Linked DNA regions of Zea mays: all the other regions are linked to region 1. The links are chromatin contacts, called in public Hi-C maps. All regions are on one chromosome and are shown on one strand. Each heading gives the region's core, a stretch centred on a gene start, on an enhancer-like site or on the middle of the called end of the contact. The rest is flanking DNA. Distances are from core to core; before and after follow the strand shown. Region 1 holds the start of LOC100279753. Region 2 holds the start of LOC100285951. Region 3 holds the start of LOC542378 (protein kinase 1).

Region 1 (4,226 bases), core at 1,143-3,642:
TTGCCTAACACTTATCACTCTTAACAGACTAACTCTGCTGGCGCCTGGCATAATGCCAGCCCACAAAGGAATCGACAACACATAACAGAAAAGGTAATATTAAAAACATGAGAAGTACTTCCGCAGTTTTTGTTTTCAGGAACGATTACCTCCCCATTCTTTGTGGAAAAGCAGTAGTTTTTAGATTGCAAAATTAACTTACTGTGAATTTCTGTCTCCCGCTGTCATCACCATCTGTGTCCCGATCCCTGATGTCCCCTTCCCTCCTGCCATCTGCGACCTAATAACATTTAAGGTAAAACGTTTGCTCACTGTAGGGGCCTCGGCGCCTCCATATCTTTAGAAGAAACATTTAAAGTAAAACATATTGCTATGTTAAGAACATGTTAAAACGACACTAATGAGAGGAACTTCTGTGCTCAAAAAGAGTTCATACCTGCACTGAATTTGCTACAAAAGCGAGGCGATAAGAGAGATCCCTAACTCCAAGGGACTTCAAGCCCTTTACACCTTCTTGAACACCTCCCATTTTTCGCTGAGGAGCTTCCCTGCGACACTCTGCTCGTTCGCCAGGTGAAGTTAGTGCCATAACATCAGGAACTGCAACAACAGTTCCAGTAAATATAACCCTGGAAATGCCAGAAACAAAACATTCAGTCAAACAAAGTTAATCAAGGAGAGGAATAAAGTAAAAAAAAGAAGCTTCCTCACGTGTCCCCAGCTCTAGCCTTCTCAACAATCTCATGCCGCAGAATGACATCAAGGGAACGAGGAAGTGATCCAGCAGGTATCTCTTTTGATGTCTCCTGCATTCTGACCCTCTGCCAATCTGTGAATTTGCTTTCCTGGCGGAGAAGGGCCCATTTTGTTCGGTTCTGGCATGTTGCATTAACGCATATTATTGGCTGTAAACAAGATACAAGAAGCCATCATTAGACACAATGCATTAGTGAGAATATAATGGGGTACATGTTCAGACGAAATACCTCAGTGTACTTGAACTGCTGCTCCACATTCTTTACAACATTGCCGCAGTCGAGGCATTTGAAGGTGCCTTGCAATAGTTCAGGCCGCACTTCACTTGTCCGTGTGACAACACCCATTACTGCTGTGAGCTTACCGATTTCGGCTGTCCCAAGCTCTCTCAGTCTGCCATAACAGTAATTTCAGTCAAATTTGATTGACTATCTTGCAATTAAGCATTCTCATAGAATTTATCAAAGGATTGCTGAAGACAATCGCTTTGCAGAATCCATGAACCATGCTAAATCACAAGCAAATAACATTTTCTTCTACTAAAATTGAAAAGGAAATAAAGAAAATAAATATAAGATCTACTGGGGCAGTAGGCTCTACTTTTTAAGCATCGGGATGTTATAGAAGGCAATGTTGATATCTTTGTTGGGGCTATCATCTGAGATGATTGGGGCACGGTTCTCGCCAGCCCGGTGTTCCAACACAAATCTCTTGCATGCATTCCATAAGTATGGTTCAAACCTGAATACAATAAAAGAGCCAGTTGTTAGAACTTACTTTGACAAATTAAGAAGGTCGCAAATGAATGTTCAAAGTTTAGCAAAAATTCTAATTTTCTAATAAATTATAATATAATAAAAGGACACATAAACAGGTTACTAGAAAGTAGAAACCGACAACAAACTACTACATTTTTGTCCAGTCTCCACAAATCCAATCAAAATATGTTGATTGTATTGAATTAAATCTAATCCAGAAATCCCCAAAGGTTAACCAAATCGCCCCACCCCCATTTCCCCCGCTTGGTGTCCATTCAAAACATGAGAATTCGGACCAGTCTCAATCTCAAATTCGAGTACCAAACCTGTCCACTTTACTTTCACAGACCAGCTTCTATCATGTCAAACCAAAATGTAAAAGGAACTTTAGTCTCACCTGAGGTACTCCTCGGAGATGGCCTTCTGGAGGACGTCGTTGAAGCGCATGACGTGCGCAAAGTCTACGTACATGGTGGTGGACTCCCGCGACCGCATAGCCTCCATCTCGGCCTCGTAGAACGGCTCCCCCGCGCCATCCGACTCCTTGAATCTGCAGGTCCAAGAACACCATACCCACCGCCTCAGTCAAACAGGCAGAACCCTAGAAGAAGAAGACATAAAAATGGCTGCTGCAGAATAGGCGGCGGCGGCGGGGGCTGACTCACCGCTTCAGGAACTCAAGGAAGATGTTCTCCACTCGCACTGCCTTCTCGTCCACGAAGAACCCACCGAACGCCTCCATCACTAACGAATGCCCCTTGTGGAAGATTCGAGGTCTGCAATAGAGCTTTGGACTGGAGATTGTCACTCTCGGCTGGAATAGGTCTAGGCCTCTAGGGAAGAAGAAGGGGGCGGCGGGTGGGGCCGGGGGAGTGGTCTTGACGGGAAGGAGGCGGCGGCTTGGCGCCAGATCTTCGCGCCAAAGGGACTCCGAGCGCAAGAGAGATGGCGTTCATTTCATGGGCTGAAGGAACGCTGATGGGGCAGGTACGGTGGGCTGCGGTGTGAAATCATAAAATGGGCTGGGATCCAATGGGCCGAAGTAATTTTGTCACACGTTGCTGACGGACAGGTAGCAGTAGCACATGGTATCGAGGTTGGATTTCCAACTCTAAACACACACATTCCCCATCCCCATTCAAAACCGTGCACTTCCTGTAGAAACTATTACTTAGATTTTTTTTGTAAAAATAATATTATATTGAATAAAACTATTATTCATTTGTAATTTTAATTTGGTCACATCATTTAAGAAGTTCCAATAAATACTATTTCAAGCATTGTATCTAATATTATCTTCCAGCAATTTACACAAGATATGTTGGTACTTAGTATATGGAAGTTGCTTTATCAGGCACTTCAAATTGTTGCTCGTCATTTGTTTAAATTCTTGAATTAGTTTTTTCTTAAATTGGTCAGTGTGCGGGCAAGGGAAAAGGCGACAATGTATATGTCGTCATGTCCAATCAAAAAGAATAAAACGTAATAAAACTCATGGGTCATGCTTTTATAATTTTGGCCCATCACTCGCCACTGCAGAAGGGTCATTCATTTTGTAAAAAATATTTAGGGCTGATTTAGTGATCAGAAAATTAAAAAGAAATAAATAACAAGGGATTTTTCTCTCTCATAGGTCCACTCTAATTTTATTGTAAAAAAATCAGCCCTTAAGATTGTTACTTGCATGAGAAACACTTCTTGTCGGGGACCATAATTAGGGGTACCCTCAAGACTCCTAATTCTCATCTGGTAACCCCCATCAGCACAAAGCTGCAAAGGCCTGATGGGTGCGATTAAGTCAGGGATCGGTCCATTCGACGGACTCGATCACGCCTCGCCCGAGCCTAGCCTCGGGCAAGGGCAGCCGACCTCGGAGGATCTCCGCCTCGCCCGAGGTCCCCCTCCAGCGACGAACATACTTCCGACTCGCCCGAGGCCCTGTCTTCGCCAAGAAGCAACCCTGACCAAATCGCCGCGCCAACCGACCAAATCGCAGGATCATTTAATGCAAAGGTGGCCTGACACCTTTATCCTGACGCGTGCCCTTCAGTCGACAGAGCCGAAGTGACCGCAGTCACTTCGCCGCTCCACTGACCGGCCTGACAGAAGGACAGCGTCGCCTGCGCCGTACCGACTGCAGTGCCACTTGACAGAGTGAGGCTGACAGGCAGTCAGGCCCGGCCTCAGGCACCATAGGAAGCTCCGCTTCGCCCGACCCAGGGCTCGGACTCGGGCTCAGCCCCTGAAGACGGCGAACTCCGCTCCGCCCGACCCAGGGCTCGGACTCGGGCTAAGCCCCGGAAGACGGCGAACTCCGCTCCGCCCGACCCAGGGCTCGGACTCGGGCTAAGCCCCGGAAGACGGCGAACTCCGCTCCGCCCGACTCAGGGCTCGGACTCGGGCTAAGCCCCGGAAGACGGCGAACTCCGCTCCGCCCGACCTAGGGCTCGGACTCGGGCTAAGCCCCGGAAGACGGCGAACTCCGCTCCGCCCGACCCAGGGCTTGGATTTGGGATCAACCCCGGAAGACGACGAACACCGCTCCGCCCGACCCCAGGGCTTGGACTCAGCCCTGGCCTCAGCTGACGGTCTCCGCCTCGCCCGACCCGGGGGCTCGGACTCGACCTCGACCACGGAAGACAGACTCGACCTCGACCTCGGAGGAGCCTCCACATCGCCCAACCTAGAGCGCAAACCAGCCACGTCAACAGG
Region 2 (4,226 bases), core at 952-3,451, 180 kb after region 1:
TGTCATACATGCTCAAAACCCTGCAATAATAATCAATTAGTTACCATGTGGACAGTTATCCTGTTATAAGGGCGTATTTGCATCATCAGGGTTCACATTGCATGGTTCCCCTTCCACACAAAAAAAGATAAGCAACTAAATTTTTAAACAAAAAAATCATTCAGCTCACATGCGAAAATGTCCCAAGCAGGCAAGTCCAGGCTCCCATTTTTCGAGGGGGTCAGCATAAGCTCTTAAGGAAAAAGGACCAGAGACACCATATTATGAACATCATATTAGTTTATGATCTCCTAGGCTCCCAAGCAGGCAAGTTCACTCTTATTTGGTGACCTCCTAGGGTTCAATTATGTTTATGATCTTAAAGTTTTGTGACCCGGAAACAATGTGTTTGTTAGATTTGTGCTTAGTGGGCTTCAGAAGGGTGATTCTCTGGTCCTAAACGAGCTGGATCTAAGTGTTAATAACTTGGCAGGTACTAACTCTACTTAACAGTCCTTGTAGCCCTCTTCCTTTTTGTTGAATGTCATACATCATGAAGATTGCTAACACCAATGTCTTTTTTCTACACAATATCAAATACAAAAGTAGCGCTGGTCAACACGACTTGTGAAAACATCAACCATTAATTCTGATATAGCACTTTGCTTTCTTGATCCTTTATCTTGTCTTATTTGTCCAATTTAAATGGCTATTTGACATGCTAATTACAAAAACAAAAGAATTGAATAATCTATGCTAGAGTTTGTATGAGTACTTATTCTACTTTTACCCTTGGGTAAATTTTATAGTGTTTTCATTTTACATGAAAGATTATCTATGATAATCCTTGCTCATGATATTTCATACTATGTGATCGCCTAAAATTTGATTTGTTATGTATACTTCAACTGATGCACTGGTTCTTGCTTTAAAAAATAGTGATAGCAAACATGATATGGTAGTTAGATAGCAGGGAGTCAGGTTGCTTAGCATGGCTAAGATTTGATGAATGGGATGAGATGCATTTCTGTGTTGAGTAGTGGAATCCAGTTACTTTAGTACCTAACAAACACTACAAGTTGCTAATTTTCAAACATATATTCCTACCTAGCTAGTGAAAATAAAAGAAGAAATTGTAGCCAAAAGCTTTTCATGCCATCTATATTAGCCCACACACATTTGAGGAATAGTCCATGAGTACACCGAGATGCCTAGAAAGTAACAAATGAAGCACCGCAGAACATATCCGCGAAGCAAACTCTCGCCTTGCATTTTGCATTTCCAATTTCCATGAACATTATCACAATAAAAATATCAAGCAATAAAAAGACGAGAGCACATTGCGCTATTGAAATCAACATTCCACATCAACATGTCACGGAGACGGACCAACGGAGAATTTTATAGCTATACAAATGACCTCTGAGACAAATTAAGCAACTGAACAAAATTTCAGTGACACTATAGTGGATGGATAGAAGAATACCATATTGGAGAGCCTCTTCTTGCGCCTGGTGTTCCTCTTGGCGAGGAAGTGCTACTTCCCAGCGCACCACCGCACGATCTTGCCCATCCCCATCACCGTAACCGCTTCACCAATGCCTATGGAGGTAGGGCAACAAGAAACATACCTGGACAGAGTGCAGGACACACGCTCCATTGTGCGGAAGGGGGAGGAGTCAGAAGAACAAGAGGCTGGGAGAGGAGGAATCGACACTGAGAAGCAGAGATTGGTGGAGCACGCCATTCTTGCTGCTCCCGCCTCCTCCACTCCTCTCCTTTAGCGAGACATCGTCGTCTTCCACCAATCTCTGCTAGAAGGCGACAATAGACTGGAAGAGGAGCCATAAGAGGATCAGGCACGCCCCACTGAGAGTCGTCAAAGAAAGTAAATCGCATAGGCGCCATCAAGCTCACGCATAGCGAGTGCAAGGAGGGATGGAATCACCTAGAAGTTCCAAAAGTGGGAGCCGACGAAGTCCGGGAGAACGGCGGTCGTACGAGAGCCGGCGTGCAGGAGTCCCCAGCCAGACGAAAGAACCCACGCACGGATAAACGAAGACAAGAGCACACACGTTGGTTGCCATCCAATGCTGGAACTGCTCGATGGAAGGCATGGCTGATCTGCGCCCTGACGCCCGCGAGCCGCGATGTAGGGTCGTGTCCTAGACAACCCAGCAGTGCAGATGAGCCCGCTTCGACTGACCCACGTGTTGCAGAACAGCGAGAGCGCGAGGTGGGTGGAGGTTACGGATGGCAACCGGAAATTCCCATTCTGTGAATAGCTCCCATAGCCGTCGACATAAAAATTTTCTCGTGAAAATCTTTATAAACGTTTAAGGCCTTGTTCATTTGTGCTGGATTGGTGGGTCGAAACGATTCCTAACCGAAGTGCTTCTCTAATTTATATAAACTTTGATTAGCTGCAACGATTTCAGGTGCAATCCGATAAAAACGAACAAGACCTAAGGCTAGTTTGGGAGTCACAAAACCGGAGCGGATTGGAGGGGCTAGAATCCCCTTCTTATTCAATTTTAAATAAGAAGGGGTTTGAATAAGAAGGGGCTAAAAGCTCCTCCGATTTCTGAACTCCCAAACTAGTCCTTAGGGCTAGTTTGGGAGTCCAAATGCCGGAGGGGATTGAAGGGCTAAAATCCTCTCCTTATTTTAAACTGAATAATGAGGGGATTTTAGTCCCTCCAATTCTCTTCGATTTTGTGGCTCCCAAATTAGCCCTTATAGGGGACATTTCTACCATATCCTCGTTCCTCACGGGGATAAATCCCGACGGACCGTTTAAATTATAATTAGAACATACACCATTTGTTATTAATGCAAAACATTTTTACTTATACTTATTGTTAGATGTAATAAATCATCATGTGTAAACACATTTGTCAAATGATTGATCACTTAACATGGTAACCATTTATTTTATCGTTAACTATTACACGAAAACATCATCACGTACAGGTTTAACGGGTCCCCACGGGGAACGGGGATGAAGACGAGGAAACATTTACCCGAGAAAATTTTCCCCGTTTACATCCTCGTGGGGGAAAAACTTCCCCGTCCTTATTCCCTATTGGAGGAATCCCCGCGGGGAATCGGGGATCGAAGCTCCATTGCCATCTCTAGTGGAGACGACGGTGGCGAGGGATCTGAGTAGGGGAGAGGGATCTGAGGAGGAGGTGGGTGTTGGCGGCTTTATACATCGATGGAGGTCATAGCCTAGAGGCGTGGGTCTCGCTTGTCGTCTTCATCTACGACGATGAGCCATGCTCCCTTGCCACAAGGTGGAGTAGGTCTAGGGGATCTCATGTGGTGACCATGAAGCGAGTGGTGGCAAGACAATCGAGGTGCAGCGGGGGCCAGGGATGCCGCGTTCGCGCCATGCAAATGGTGGGCAGTAGGTGTCACTGCCATCTGCGGCACCGTCATCGCCATGGGTTGTGGCTGGAGCCGGGAGGAGGGGCTACCGCATATCGAATCTTGACAGGCTAAGACTATACATGTATAGGGTGTTTTTGATAGAGCTTAGTCGTGTGATCTAGGATTTCAGAATGGCATAGTTGTTCGATGCTTATGATGGATGAACCATGGAAACCAGGAAAACGGGTGCTTTATAATAGTAGAGAGTTCACATATACTTGTCTTTTTCTGAGGTTAATGAGATCGTGTGTTTTCTTAATGCATTGATAAGCTAATGACTAGAATGGAAATGGGCTTAACCATTTTCTCTAAGTGATTTTGGTGCTTGATGACCATTACAACCTTATGGACTAACTAGTTTGCCTAGTATTTGATTCACATGTGCATAAGTCCATTCAATTCAGTTCTAAGTCAAAAACATGCAAAACCAACCAAAAAGGATAAAACCTAGAAAATATGAACTATATGTAGTTCCATGCTTTGGATAAGTTCTAAATATCCCTAGGAACCTAGTTTACACATCTAAAGAAGATGGTTAGCTAGTTTGAGCAAAAACAGGACTCTGAGTTTGAGCAAAAATAGGACTCTGAGTTAGAGAGAACAAAAAGTCCAAGAACCATGACTTAGACTAGTTGGATTGTCACTAGATATGTTTTTCTAAGTCATAGGAACACCCTCAAAGCCAGTCAAAAAGATTTGGACAAAGTAAGAAAAATTGCACTGTTGCTAGAGGCACCAGACCGGTCCGGTGGCACACCGAACCGTTCGAGAACAGGGGTTAGACTTGGTCATTTCGTCGTCGGCGCACTGGGCGG
Region 3 (4,226 bases), core at 897-3,396, 160 kb before region 1:
CTGTGATCGGGAGGCTGGAAACCCACTCAGGTGCAATGTAACCTAGCGTTCCTCTGACATGGGATACGTTCTGGGTGGACCCTCCTCTGTTCAGCAACTTCACCAACCCAAAGTCAGTGATCTTGGGCTCAAAAGCTTGGTCTAACAGTATGTTCTCAGGTTTCACATCACAGTGGATGACCCACTCTAAGCACTCATGGTGGAGATAGGCTAACCCTTTTGCAACACCTAACGCAATGTTGAACCTTCCCTCCCAGTCCAATAAGATGTTGCCTCCTTCACTGAACAAAATGTTAGCCAGTGATCCATTCTCAACATATTCGGAGACCAACAACCTATGAGATCCCTCTGAACAGAAGCCCCATATCCTCACAAGGTTCATGTGGTTGATCCTCCCAATTACACTTAGCTCAGCCTGAAACACTTCCTTGCCTTGCCTTACATTCTCCAGCTTCTTCACAGCCACATGCCTATCATCTTCTAGGACACCTTTGTACACAGTGCCTGATTCTCCCCTCCCTAGCTCAACCTTGAATTTTCTGGTCGCCTTCACAAGTTCCCTGTAGCTGTACCTTCTAAAATTACTAGTCATTGCTTTGTAACCTTTCTCAGACGCCCATAGTTCAGATGGCCTGAGTTCTCTCTTCAAAACAAAGAACCACGCAAACGAAATGAAGGAAACTTCAACGACAAAAAATGCAGCTATGAACCCATAGAAGTAAAACCATTTCGATTCTCCTCCGCCGGTCTTGTGCACATCTGGAAACGGTTCTCTGATGCTTTTGTTCATCCGATCGCAGTCGAGACGACGGGGCACGGAATCGAACACGTCGGAACGTGGAATAAGGGCATTTGAAACACTGACCCCTGTTGGAAGCTTGAGATATATCGTTCGCACGTCAGATGTTGGGTAGGTTCTTCCACTGAAAAGATAAGCTTTTGGATAGCATGATCCTGTGCCTTCCTGATACTGAAAGCCTTTACAGGTGCAGTCACTGATGCAGATATCCCTACAAGTTCGAAGAGAAACCGACAGAAGATGTTGCTGATCCGACCCCCAAAAATCCGTATTGGGAAGTCGCACAAATCTCATAGACCTCTTGTCATAGCGGTCACAGGTTGTGTTGACAATAGCCATACAGCCTTCAGTCCAGTTACCCGGGTTCCTCGTCGCATAACCTGGTGGGCACGAACATGTAGGTGTGGGTGAGTAGTGGCAGATGCCATTAGGACCACACAAACCGTGAATATTGCAAGGCTGGGTCATTGCTACCATTGAAACTGACCATGACCCATCTGAATCGTTCATGCTGTACAGACGGAGATTGCCATCAGGGTCAAGAGTTAGCCTTCTCTTGACGCCCGGCCCTACGTCGGAGGCCACAAGCGCCTGACCATCAGCGAAGTCGCTCGAGGCAAGCACCCCGCTATCAGTAAGCATTCCTAACCTCGTACTGTTATACTGGTTCCGGCCATCCTGGTAGAGGTTCTGGTCAGGGTCTGGCCAGTATATGTCTGAGACTTGAGGCACGTGGTATATAAGCGACAGCACTGAGAGGTCGCTGAAGCGGAAGATGTAGTTACCAGGACTACGCGATTGGGTTGTGGGGACTAATCTGGTCGCAGCAGTGATGAGCTGCGTCGGCAGGAAAGTGTCCGTTGGGGAATCGAAACTCTGCCATACAGTGTTACCTCCTGAGTCCTCGATGACGAGGTTCCCGGTGTCCAGGAGCCGAGCACGCTGGACGCCGGTGAAGTTGTTGCCATCAGCTCGCCACACGGCTGCGCCGTCGTAGTCGGTGAGCACCATGTTGCCGTCCTTTTGCAGGGTTAGAGCCGACCTCCTGGCATGGACAGGGCGGTCAGGGTTTGCGCTCCACACGATGGTCTTGTTGTTGGCCGCCGCCGCCTCCGTCTTTGAGTACCATACTGAGAATGTGAAGGCATGGGTGTAGACTTCGTAGAAGCCAGAGGAGAATGTCCCGTCTGATGATTGTAAGGTGCTGGATTCGTAGGACTCGACTACGAGAGAGGAACCCAGTGGTAGGATGTCTCGGGATGATGCAGCTCTTGGAAACAGAGCGATGAAGAAGGAGAGGATGCAAGCGGTAGAGAGGAGAGCTGCAAGAGGACGAGGCATCGTTGCTGAGATGGGGTTTTGGTCGATGAACGCGCAGGCGCAGCTACTTGTATCCGTGGTGTGCCGAGTTTCTGTCTCAGTCCTGATAGCGAAACGCCATTACCTGGTCAAATTCAGAGTGCTATGGAGTTCAAGTTGTTTAAGTTTCCTTTATGCGCATTGATGGTGAAGTATACAGCAGCCATTCTAGTCAATCTTTGCTACTGCTAGAGCTCAAGAAAAGTCCATTTCTTGGACAGTGCATTGAAAAGAAAAGGATACAGTACAAGCTCAAACCTACTCCCTCTCTTTGTCTCTAAATATAATTGTCGTTTCCGTTTCCCGATAAGTTAAACAAACTATAATTTATAATACATAAATAATGTTATTAGACCATTGAATCTATTTACATAATAAATTTATTTAAAGATATAAATGTTGCTAGTATTTTTTATAAATCTAGTTAAATATAAGAAAGTTTTACAAATACGTTTTTTTTATTGCGACAGTTAATAATGGAACGGAATGAGTAGGCCTGTCACTTCACCGTTAAGAGATGATGTTTCTGTACGAATACGATTGAACATTAAAACGAATTGACCATGGTTTTCATCGCACACTTCCGGAGTCAGACGCGTCGAGGATAAGGTCAGCATGGCAGCTTTCATTTCAAGCGGTGATGTCGACGTTTTGCTGGATGCTCGTTTCCGATTAAGGGGGTGTTTGGTTGCTCCTGCTAAAGTTTAGCCCGGGTCATATTAAGCGTTTGACTTTTAAATAGGTAAATAGGAGTATGAAATATAGACCCAACCAACTGGACTAGATTCGTCGCGTCTTTTAATCTTCGGCTGACAAATTAGTTTTATAATCCGACTACATTTAATACCCGGAACGGAGGTTCAAACATTCGATGGGACAGGGGCTAAATTTTAGCGGGGTGTAACCAAACACCCCCTAAAACTATCTGTCGGCAGAGACAAAATATTATAGAAACAGAAGCTACTATGGATTAAAACTTGATAAAATGGTGTGTTATCGATTTTTAAGGACTGATCGGGTCTTTATATTTTTTTAATAATAGAATCAAGTTCCGGCTTTCCCCTCGTAACGAGGTTAGGGCCAAACAAAACACCACACTTGTGTTTACAGGACTCACGTCTGAAACAAAGTCACCATACCAATAACAAACGACTGAAGCAAGAATTTATTAGAACTGAATTCTATTAGAAAAACTCCATCCATATTTGGAATAAAACTGCATAGCCACCGTCTCAAAGCAGCGACACGCCTGATTTATCTTGTTCTTAGCTTCCTCATTGTGTAAAAACGTCCAACACCTAAGCCAGTGTGTCATCCGGAATAGTACCTGCAAAGAAGTTAACATAGTGATTTTATTAAAAACTAAATCATTTCTACTTATCCAGATAGCCCAACATGCTGCTGAAGCACCTATAATAATTAATTTCTTAGTTTTTAATGGGACCCAGTTAACCAGGCACCAAAAATATTTCTCACAGATCTTGGTTTAGATAACCCAAAGCACCACTGTACCAACCTCCAAACAAACTTTGTGAAATGGCAATCGATAAATAAGTGTTGTATACTCTCATTGGCTGTACAGAAAACACATTTCTTCTTACCATGCCAGTTTCGCTTTGCTAAGTTGTCCTTAGTTAGTACCACCCCTTTTATAAGATACCACATGAAGATCTTAATTTTCAAAGGAACCTTTAACTTCCACAAAGCTTTATTGTAAAAAACTTGTGGATTGTTTAGAAGGGCACCATACATGGATTTTACAGAGAACAAGTCCGAACTAGTCAAGTTCCATTTGAGTACATCTTTCTCATTAGTTAGCTGGATGTTAACTAAACAGGAAACCAAAGAATGCCATGAAACAAGATTGTGTCCTACTAATGCTCTTCGGAAAGAAATATTTAATGGTATAGTTTCAAAAACATTAGCCACCGTATCACTCTGTTTGCATACTAAATTATAAAGAGAAGGGTATTGGACTTTAAAGGGTTGATTCCCTATCCAAACATGTTCCCAGAATCTAATTTGTTTTCCCTCTTTGAGAATAAAAGACCCAAGACCTAGAAAGGTA

The links. Hi-C and Micro-C count contacts between places; a contact is called where the count stands out from the background.
Region 2: a contact with region 1 is called in a Hi-C map of tassel, with 3 times the contacts expected there. The contact joins the promoter of LOC100285951 here to the promoter of LOC100279753 in region 1. A contact is called at or near these places in 4 of 25 Hi-C or Micro-C datasets (bundle sheath, ear, leaf and 1 more).
Region 3: a contact with region 1 is called in a Hi-C map of leaf, with 8 times the contacts expected there. The contact joins the promoter of LOC542378 here to the promoter of LOC100279753 in region 1. A contact is called at or near these places in 4 of 25 Hi-C or Micro-C datasets (ear, leaf and tassel).

Annotation. Positions count from the first base shown.
Region 1 is chr6:144,367,419-144,371,644 of Zm-B73-REFERENCE-NAM-5.0, reverse strand. It overlaps LOC100279753, which reads right to left and starts at 2,392. Exons shown (of 18, transcript NM_001360993.1): 1 at 2,180-2,392; 2 at 1,912-2,064; 3 at 1,357-1,497; 4 at 987-1,149; 5 at 712-905; 6 at 437-629; 7 at 203-280. The coding sequence starts at 2,256.
Region 2 is chr6:144,182,391-144,186,616 of Zm-B73-REFERENCE-NAM-5.0, reverse strand. It overlaps LOC100285951, which reads right to left and starts at 2,201. Exons shown (of 8, transcript NM_001413922.1): 1 at 1,928-2,201; 2 at 1,466-1,811.
Region 3 is chr6:144,528,415-144,532,640 of Zm-B73-REFERENCE-NAM-5.0, reverse strand. LOC542378 (protein kinase 1) reads right to left here and starts at 2,146. Exons shown (of 1, transcript NM_001111954.2): 1 at 1-2,146. The coding sequence starts at 2,140.